Linked DNA regions of Mus musculus: region 1 is linked to region 2. The links are chromatin contacts, called in public Hi-C maps. All regions are on one chromosome and are shown on one strand. The core of a region is the stretch at or near the end of the contact, and the rest is flanking DNA. Distances in the headings are between cores, read along the strand shown.

Region 1 (4,709 bases), core at 1,938-4,437, 380 kb before region 2:
ATATCAAAGGGAATATATCAAAAGGAATATATCAAAGAGAATATATCAAAGCCTGAAACCTACCCAGAACATGCACTGAGATGCAGACATTTTGTAAATATGAAATTTAAACATGTAAAATAAAGTGTAAAGGTAAATATGTATGTGAAACATTGAAAATATAGGTACACACAAATAGCTCACTATATTGGTTTAAGCATGTCCTGCTGTTATTTAAAGGATATGCTAAGCAACTGCTAGTTGTGAGCCACTTGGAATGAGGGACTGAGAAGGAATGAATGATAGGGGGTTTCATTTTGTGGCAGTGAGCACCACGGAATGAGGTTTTGCATGACTTAGTTATTTTCAAAACTGTGGCCCAATGCAAATCACATGTGAAGAAGGCTATGCATGGACTAAGATACATTCTCTCGGTTCTCTCTCCCTCCTCCAATTTGTCTCTATAAAATGCACATAGATTTGTAAATACCTGTTTGCATAAAAAGCATGTACCTTTTAAGCATGCTCAGAATCCTTCCCAGGTGCAGCTGTGGAGTGTGCTCTCAGGCTTCTGCTGTCTAGGAGGTGATGGATGGTGTGCTGCGGTGCTGGGGCCAAGAGCCTGCCGGAGAAGGCTGCCATGTGCTCACATCCACCTGCTCGCTGTTTGGTGCCATGTGTATCACCAAAGGCTTACCACTGAGGTCAAGTCAGAGTGTGTTGTTAGTGGCACTGAGGACACTGGTGCAGCCATTACCACCCCATCTTCTGAACTTAGTGCCTCACCCATACTCTCAGGTCTGCTCACCAGTGTCCTTCCTTCTTGGATGGGGAACCTGGCTCTTCTGGTCTTTGGTGTTTACCTGCTTCACATAGGATGTCTTATGCATCATCTGAGTTGTAGCTTGTGATTGGATTTTCTCCCTTTTCAAGACTGACTAATATGTCACTGGATGTCTCAACCACATTTTGCCCGTCCATTCACGCAGTACTGGGGAAGCTGGCTAATGTGAGTAAAATGTGAGTAATGTGTGCTGCTGTGAACCCACTCAGCTGGTGCTCTGCTTTTGCTACTCAGGCTGTCCAGATGCTAATGTTCTGGATCACATGCTAGTCCTGTATTACATTTAAAAATGTATTTACTTTATTTGTATTTGTGCTTTACCTACATGTTTGTGCATCATGTGCATGCAGTGCCCACAAAGGCCAGAAGAGGGCATTGGAACCCCTGGAACTGGAGTTACAGACAATTGTGAGCTGCCATGTGAGTACTGGGAATCAAACCTTGGTCTTCCGGAAGACCAGACAGTGCTCTTAAACATTGAACCATTTCTCCACCCTGTGTTAATTTTTGAGGCACTGTCACACTGCTTGTTATCAGATTCTCCACACTTATTACAGAGCTTTTATGCACATGTACTTTTGTACATAATTAAGTATATATTTTGTATACCAGTCATCCCAGTTAATGTGGCAAGTATTAAGTTTGATTGTGGCAGGAGCACACACATGTGTGGACATCAGAAGTTAACACAGCGTGCTTCTTTCTTCAGTCTTGCCTCATTTTGCTCACTGAGGCAAGGCTCTCTTGTTAGACCTGGAGCTTGCTATTTTGCTAGTCAAACTAGCCACAGAGAGCTTACCCCCAGGTGCTCTGGCGTCTTCTTCCCAGCATTGAATTAACAGGTAGGCCATATGTTCAACCCAACATTATGTGGGTATTGGGGATTCAAACTGTGATTCTCATATCTGGACAGTGAACACTTCACCCACCAAGTCATCTGCCCATGTACTCAGTGTGGAACCTTCAAACAAAATTTGTTGTTGTTGTTGATGTTCCCTCTGATTTTCTGTTCTATTCAGCCCTCTCCACTCTGTAGCTTTGACCTGGAGTTTCTCATTTTATGTTAAACAGCTACAGTATTCACAGGCAAGGCCAAGGCAGATCAGTGTCTGGAGCTGTGATTCTCAACCTGTGGGTTACAACCCCTTTGGTGAGGTGGTCCCACATCAGATAACCTGCATATCAGATATTTACATTACAATTCATAACAGTTGCAAAACCACAGTTATGAAGTAGCAACAAAAATAATTTTATGTTTGGGGATCACCACAACCTGAAGAACTGTATTAAAGGGCCTCAGCATTACGAAGGTTGAGAACCACTGCTCTAGAGCAAAGGTCCCCATCTGACAGCCATGGTGACATGCAAATGAAGAACGCTCTTATATGGACAAATACAGAACTGGGGGCCACTGATAGGACCTTCTGGCCATCCCCTCTGTCAGTTGTGCTACTTCCTAGAGTACCGGTCGAAGCTTTGTAGACTACATTGTAATATTGTAGAATTCCTATTTAGGGTAATGAAAATGTGCTATTCATGTACAGTGCAGTTTTATCCAGAAAAATAAAGTTAAGACATTTTCAGAAAAATGGGTGACCTGTGAAATTATTATATTAAATATATTAATATATATTTTATTAACTCAGAAAAGCAAATATCACATTTCTCTATTGTATGTGGGTCCACACATACACATATACAAAGATACTCAGATACACAGATACACACACACACACACACACACACACACACACACACATGTATGTGTGTATATAGGTGTGTGTGTGTGTGTGTGTGTGTGTGTGTGTATGCAGGTATAATTATGTAGAGGCAATAAAACTACAATGGAGACCACACACTGGAAATAAAGGGTGGCAAAGAACAGGAAGAGGGCAGTAAAACTCATATGGCCTAAAAGCAGATAAGATTCTACTGGGGTGGACAGGTGTGTGTGTGTAGGGTGGGGCTAAGGAGGAGAAGTAAAATCAACAAAAACAAATGACTCTTGGAAATGTCACAGTGAAAGCCAGTACTGTATGTGCTAATCAAAATTGATCATCATCATCATCAACACACACACACACACACACACACACACACACACACACACACACACACACACCAAAACAATTCCTACTTAGTTTAGTATTCTTGCAAGCTGAGGGAGTTAGGCCTTCATGCTCCACACTTAGGCAAACCATGCATTTCTAGGAAGATGACAGAAATTGGAGGATAAAACACAGCCATGTAATATTGCATCAGGGAGCAGTGGAAGGCAGGGGAAAAGAACCCTGGGGGTTCAGCAGGCATCTAACTTTTCAAAATTTCTCCAATAATCAAATTTGCAACTGGCCATGTGCTGCACACACCTGGCAGGAAGTATATCTAACAGAATATGCAAATACCTCTTGCCCAGATGGGTTTTCTTTCCCCCGTGTACTTTTTACAGCTTCCTTGCTTTGAGTTTTATTTACCAGTTATAAATTTAAAAATTCTTGTGTGTGTGTGTGTGTGTGTGAGTGTGCATGTGAGTGTGTGGTGTATATGTGATTGTGTAGTGTGTGTGTGTAGAGAGAGTGTGTGGTGTGTTTGGAGTGTGTAGAGTATGTGTGTGGGATGTGCATGTGAATGTATGTGTGTGTGTGTTTGAGCGTGGTGTGCATGTGACTGTGTGTCTGTGGGAGTGTGGTGTGCTTATGAGTGTGTATGTGTATGGAGTGTGTGTGTGTGAGAGAGAGAGTGTGTATTTTCTATGGTTCTGGGCATGGTAAGAGAATGTGTCTGTTGTGTTAAATTACTTGGTTTGTGGCATTTTGTCTCTGCAGCCCTAAACTCAGTGGTTCCCAAGACATGGATGCCTCCCAGTGATGAAGAATCCAGGGTAAGACCAGCATTCTTGACCTTGCTGGGCACAGTGGGTCCTGGCACAGAGGGCCAGTGGCTTTGCCACCAGACACCCTTGACGTCCATGATGTGCTAGGTTTTCTTATTTATCTGGGGGCTTGGCTTTCCCGCATCAATGGTGTTGGATGGTAGTGTCCTCATCCTGGCGGACCTGAGGGAGGGTTAACACACTGAGGGACTAGGGCTTGCTTGGCCACTGCCTGCCCTGCTAAGGGCCCTCGGTTAACTTTTGTTACCAGCCGTCCAGGTGCAGCCTCTCTCTTCCACGAGACGGCGCCTCTCGTGTCAGTCCTTGATTGCAAGTTTTGCTGCTCACTTTTGCCCTGACGTTGTGTTTATTTAAGGAACCATTCGTTTGGGTGAAACCTCACAGCGTTTAGGTTTTGGCTGAGTGAGCTGGAACACTCTGTTGAGTATTTATAGCCAGAAACATTTGTTCGCCTTAGACCACATGACTTGACATCTCTGAAACTTGAGCAAGCTCCGGTTTGCTTTGGATCTTTAAGCCTTTCTGTGGTGTAGAGGAGAGTGACGGGTTCGGAAGCTCTCGCTGTTTTGTAACTCTCTTGGTACCACTCCAGTGAGCCAAGCGAACTGTGGTCCCCATCAGTTGTCATACAGGACTCTTGAGTGTCACCATGCAGGTGTGCAGATGGCACAGACAGTAGGCCAAAGACTTCAGGTCTCTGGATTTTACCTCAAGTATTTAGCAGACAACTTTAGTGAGGGGAAAAATCCCAAACTAAACCAAACCAAACCAAATAACCAGAAACAACATTTAAAAAAGCAACACCCCTAAAACCCAACCTGTTTTTCAAATTTGGGCCGAGGCGAGTGAGTCCTGAATGCAAGAAGAAAAACCACATTTTTTTTTTCTTCTATACACCTGTGTGTGCACAAGGTAAGGCTTATGAAGTTTCTCCTTTTTGAAAAAGAAATCATCTGACTCTCAGCCAATACTATGGCCTTAATGTGCGTTCTG
Region 2 (4,287 bases), core at 994-3,493:
TCTATCTCCTCATTCTTAGGCTAACTTCATAAAGTGGCAACAGGAGCTCTTGTAACAGTTAACACTAACGCGCTTTCCTCAGTGTGGGGGATAAAGAATCTCTCTTCCTTTTTCTCTTGCTGCATAGGGAAAGAGCCACACTCATCTTTATTCCCACACAGTGAGCTTGCCTTAGGCGATTCCGGTTGGGGAGGAGTGTCTCCTTTCGGTGAAATCTGAGCAAGCTGGGTGGGAAGGAGAGGGCACAGGGCATGAACTGGGGATGCAAGTGGGTTGTAATGGCAGGCTTTGCGACTTTCTCCCTGCACATAGTAAATTAATTCAGTCATTAAAGCTGAGTTTTGGAAACAAAGCTAAGTTAGGAAGGAGAAAGCCATGGCATACCAGGGTCCTCCTGCCTGTGTGCACTCCTGTGAGAACCACCGTAGCCAAGTCCTGGCTTCATCAGGAGACACGGAGAAATGTCCAAATGCCAATCTACAGCTCCAGAGACATCTGCGGCAGAGCCTTCTCGCCAGTGTCCTGGTGAGGAAACTGAATAGTGCAAGCTGGAGAAAGTCAAACAGGCCTCCAAGAGGCAATTCTTGGGGCTTTCTGGCTCCCTTCCTGCAATCTGCTAGGTCTTCCCTAAGTGTGGCAGCTGCTTCCACTGTCTGCAGCCTTTGCTGTCAGTGATTCATCAGCAGACAACTTGCTAATTTTTTGTCTGGAACCTCTTGAAGTATAATAAGCAGGGTTATTTAAAATAATAATAATAATGATAATAACAATACAAAGGCCAGGTAGAAGGCTCATGGACTGCTCAGACCAATCTGAGTGCTTCTTTTCTCTCCATATGGAGGAAAGATTCTTCATACCCCAGATAATATGTTAAATTAGTAGAAATCATTCTTTTTAGCAATTATTGTCTAGAGCTGAGTAAGATGTGGATATTAATTGATGCAGCTTTTCTTTCATATACTATTTTTGCATTGTGGATACATTCTTGCAAATAATGAGGCAATTTTGCCTGGTTGAAAGAGCCTTTTTAAAAAGCACAATTTAAGGATTTAAAGGATGATTTCATGTGAGGACTTGGGCAAGGAGAAACACAAGGCACATGAAGACAGTGTTCTTTTGTTGGCTGTTTGGGTAGCGGGTGCACGTTTGAGGTCCTGTGTTGTTATGCAGGAAAGGGTGGGAACTCTCCTCCACCCTTCCCCTTCCTGCCCCACACTAGCTGAACAGGCATGAGAAGGTCAGGGCTACTCATTCCAAAAGCTAGCAGAGACCAGGGTTTGCAAATCAGTGCTGCCCAGCAGGCCTGGTGTGACTACAAGCTTGGCTTAAGCCAGCTACACAGTCAAAACTATACCAAAAAGAGGCAGAAGGAGATGACGTAGTAACATGTTAATTGGCAGAGGTAAACAGCTCAGTCTCTGAAAGCAAAATTCAGAAGAGGAGAGCATAGCTCTCTGGTAGAGAATTTGCCTAGCAGGTATCCTGGGGCTGAAATGTAGCAGTTAATAATTAATATAACTGTATGCTTGTGTGAATTACTTCCCAGGAAAGCTGATACAATGGGATTAGCCACCCAACCCCCCCTCAGCACTTCCTTCAGAAGTGACCACCTCAAGCCTGCTCAGAGACTGAGTGTCAGAGGCAGGTGGGAGGTGGGGGCTTAAGTACACACTTTTGTACACACTTCCTACTATACTCTCTTTGGGGTGGGGGATGGGCTGTAACATCTCAGGATCTCAGCACAGTTAAGGATAGGAAAGAAGAGCATTTGATAATAGTTATCTCTGAGGGACAGTCTGTCTAGATGGCTTCTCAGGAGGTCTAGAAATGTCCTGCACAAACTTGTGACTTGTTTGTGAAGTCTTCCTTGGGGAAGAGCCCCTGTACATTAAACCTTAAATGCACTTAAGATAGGAAGCTCTGTGAAGGTCTTTCCTGCTGGCGAGATCAGTAGATAACTACCCACGAATGAAAAATCTCGAGAAACATGTTACAGGAAGTATGTGGATAAAGAAATGCCATGCAAACTTGCAAAGGAGATCTAAAATCGAAATTAGAAGATGGAGAGGCGCAAAAGCAATCAGAGGCTTGGTGGCTGGTGGAAGGCTTCAGAGTGTAAGACCCAGAGGCTGAAAAGAGGAAGGAACTAGCCAGCTCAAAGCCACAAGTCAGAATGAAGCCACCAGAGCAGATGTTAGACCCTGGTTTTCTGGTGTGAAAGACAGGTGTCACACTGTCTGTCTGGGCTTTATGTCTAAACATAAGAATACAGATCAGAGAGAGATCTTTGCTGATTCAACCTTGTGCCTTGGCATGTAGATGCCACCCATCCCTCCCCTGGTGACTACTTCCACATAAGGTATCTGGTTTGAGGTTCACCAATAATAATTCTCCAGGGCCACTAGTCTTAAGTCAGTGGGTCCCAGAGTTGTCAAAAGAACTATCAATAGTCCAAGGAAAAGAAAACAGATGACAGGGCTTGGAAATATTTTAACTGTCCTCTGTAAATGGTGGTTTCACATATGCAGGGGCAAATATAGCATGGCAGCCATGGTTTGCTTTATATCAAAAACTTTCTTTGGTTTTGTAGGGCTTGGGATTCTCTTTTCAAACTTGTTCTGCTCTGGAAATGCCACTCCTCTTGTTTGGCCATGATGTGCTTTCCTCCTCTCCTTCCTGTTAGGTATTGCATTAAGACAAAAGGAATTTAATGCCCAATTCTCCATCTCTAGCTCTGTGACTGACTTTAGGGGAAGCTCAGCCTGGGCAGGTACTACATCTCCACCCCAACGGAAAGAATCAGCCTCAAGACCTTTCTATCCAATCACGATGTTCTTCCCAAGGACAGGAGTCCTGCATGGCTGTCTATGCAGTAATGAAGAACAAGAGCCAAGGCTCATGTATTGGGGAAGTCACAGACTTTGTGGCTGGAGACCCAGAATGGTATCCAGGGGAATTGGGAAGGTTCCTTTAACTATCTAAAGAACACATTCCTCATTTTCAAAATTAAAGCAATGGAGCCTTCTCAGGATGTTGCTTTGAAAAATGTATAGAATATCTTGTTAACCCCTGGACCACAGAAGAATTCAATACATACTAGTTAGCATTTTTATAGACAGAGCTCATGTGGCATACAGCAGAGTCATCACACAGCACCTATCCGATCTCTAAAAGGATAGATGCATTTAAACCCTATTCAAATTCAACAAGTTTACTTACAATTTCTTTTAACTTCAGCAAACAATGAAGCTGTTATTATTTCTATGTTAGATGTGAGAGAATGAGGGTTAAATGGTATAATTGAAACAATTATTTTCTGGATAATGTATTGGGTATCTTTGACCATTAAGGAGAGTATATAATTACGTTCTTACAGTGTTACTAGAAGGCAACACTGAAGTTGAAAACAATATGGTGTCCTACACCTTCAGTGTCTGTGAAGCTTCAAGACTATTATACTTCCTGGCAGTATGTTCCAGAAGGTATGTTCTGTCCTGTCCATGTAGCATATAGTGTCCTGATGCTGTATTATGAGTCTTTTTAACAACTCAACAACCCATTTCACAGGGAAAGGGAGTGAGGTCCAGAGTCAGAGTACTACTTCAGTCCCACAAGGCTGGTGAGCTTCAATCAAGATCCAATCCCAGACCAGGGTGTCTGCAGTGCTCTGTTGTTCTCCACAACATCACACCACCTCCCACGGTTTCCAGAAATAGAATTAGTAAGCTCAGCATGACTCATGGTCTTCCTCGCCACAAAGTCATCTCAAAAATCTTTGGCTTGGAAACAACTTTGAAGGGTAACACGTCAAGCAAGGATCCTCCCTCCGCTATAGTGAGAGAATTTCTCTTGTGACATCCATCAAGAAACCAGAGGGCACTGGGACACATGCAGGCACACAGAGTTGAATTCATAGAGGGACGCTCACCAAGGTGGGAATGGCATTTAAGTCTACTGATTCGGACCTCACTCGCCACACAGCTAATGGTGCTAAGGCCCAGAGACATTTGTTAGGTATCTTAGAAGTATGCTTTGAATAGCATAGACCCATGTTATTGAGAAGAATGTTCTAGGGCAGAGATGCCAGATCCCAGGGCTACAACTGAAGAACTGAAAAAAAAAATCACACCACCAAACCACAGGACATTCAGCCTCAAAGATTCATTGCTAAACCTCCAACTCACTGTGGCAAGATCTTTTCCTTCCACACTGCTCGCAAACAATTGAAAAGACATGCTCTCAAGTTGTTGCCTCTTTCCTTTCTGTCCAGTCTCCTTGACAAAATGG

What was found. A called contact is a pair of places that touch in the nucleus more often than the background predicts.
Region 1: a Hi-C map of pre-B cells shows a contact between it and region 2, with 2.5 times the contacts expected there. The contact joins two enhancer-like sites. A contact is called at or near these places in 1 of 39 promoter capture datasets (the C10 cell line), 1 of 15 datasets of contacts at CTCF or cohesin (large pre-B cells), 5 of 484 Hi-C or Micro-C datasets (B cells, myocytes and pre-B cells) and 2 of 115 datasets of contacts at active chromatin or transcription factors (CD8 T cells and large pre-B cells).

What each region holds. Positions count from the first base shown.
Region 1 is chr12:16,383,114-16,387,822 of GRCm38.p6, reverse strand. No RefSeq gene overlaps it. Among named protein-coding and RNA genes, the nearest start is that of Gm36372, 150 kb to the right of the region's middle. Within about 2 kb of position 3,187, at least 44 of the 459 cell types and tissues checked have an H3K27ac peak or open chromatin away from gene starts, as enhancers often do. A contact at or near this core is called in B cells and pre-B cells, where this site is marked.
Region 2 is chr12:16,006,332-16,010,618 of GRCm38.p6, reverse strand. It overlaps Gm36235 (a long non-coding RNA gene), which reads left to right. Exons shown (of 8, transcript XR_872507.1): 2 at 3,377-3,482. Among named protein-coding and RNA genes, the nearest start is that of Gm36235, 7.1 kb to the left of the region's middle. Within about 2 kb of position 2,243, at least 112 of the 459 cell types and tissues checked have an H3K27ac peak or open chromatin away from gene starts, as enhancers often do. A contact at or near this core is called in B cells and pre-B cells, where this site is marked.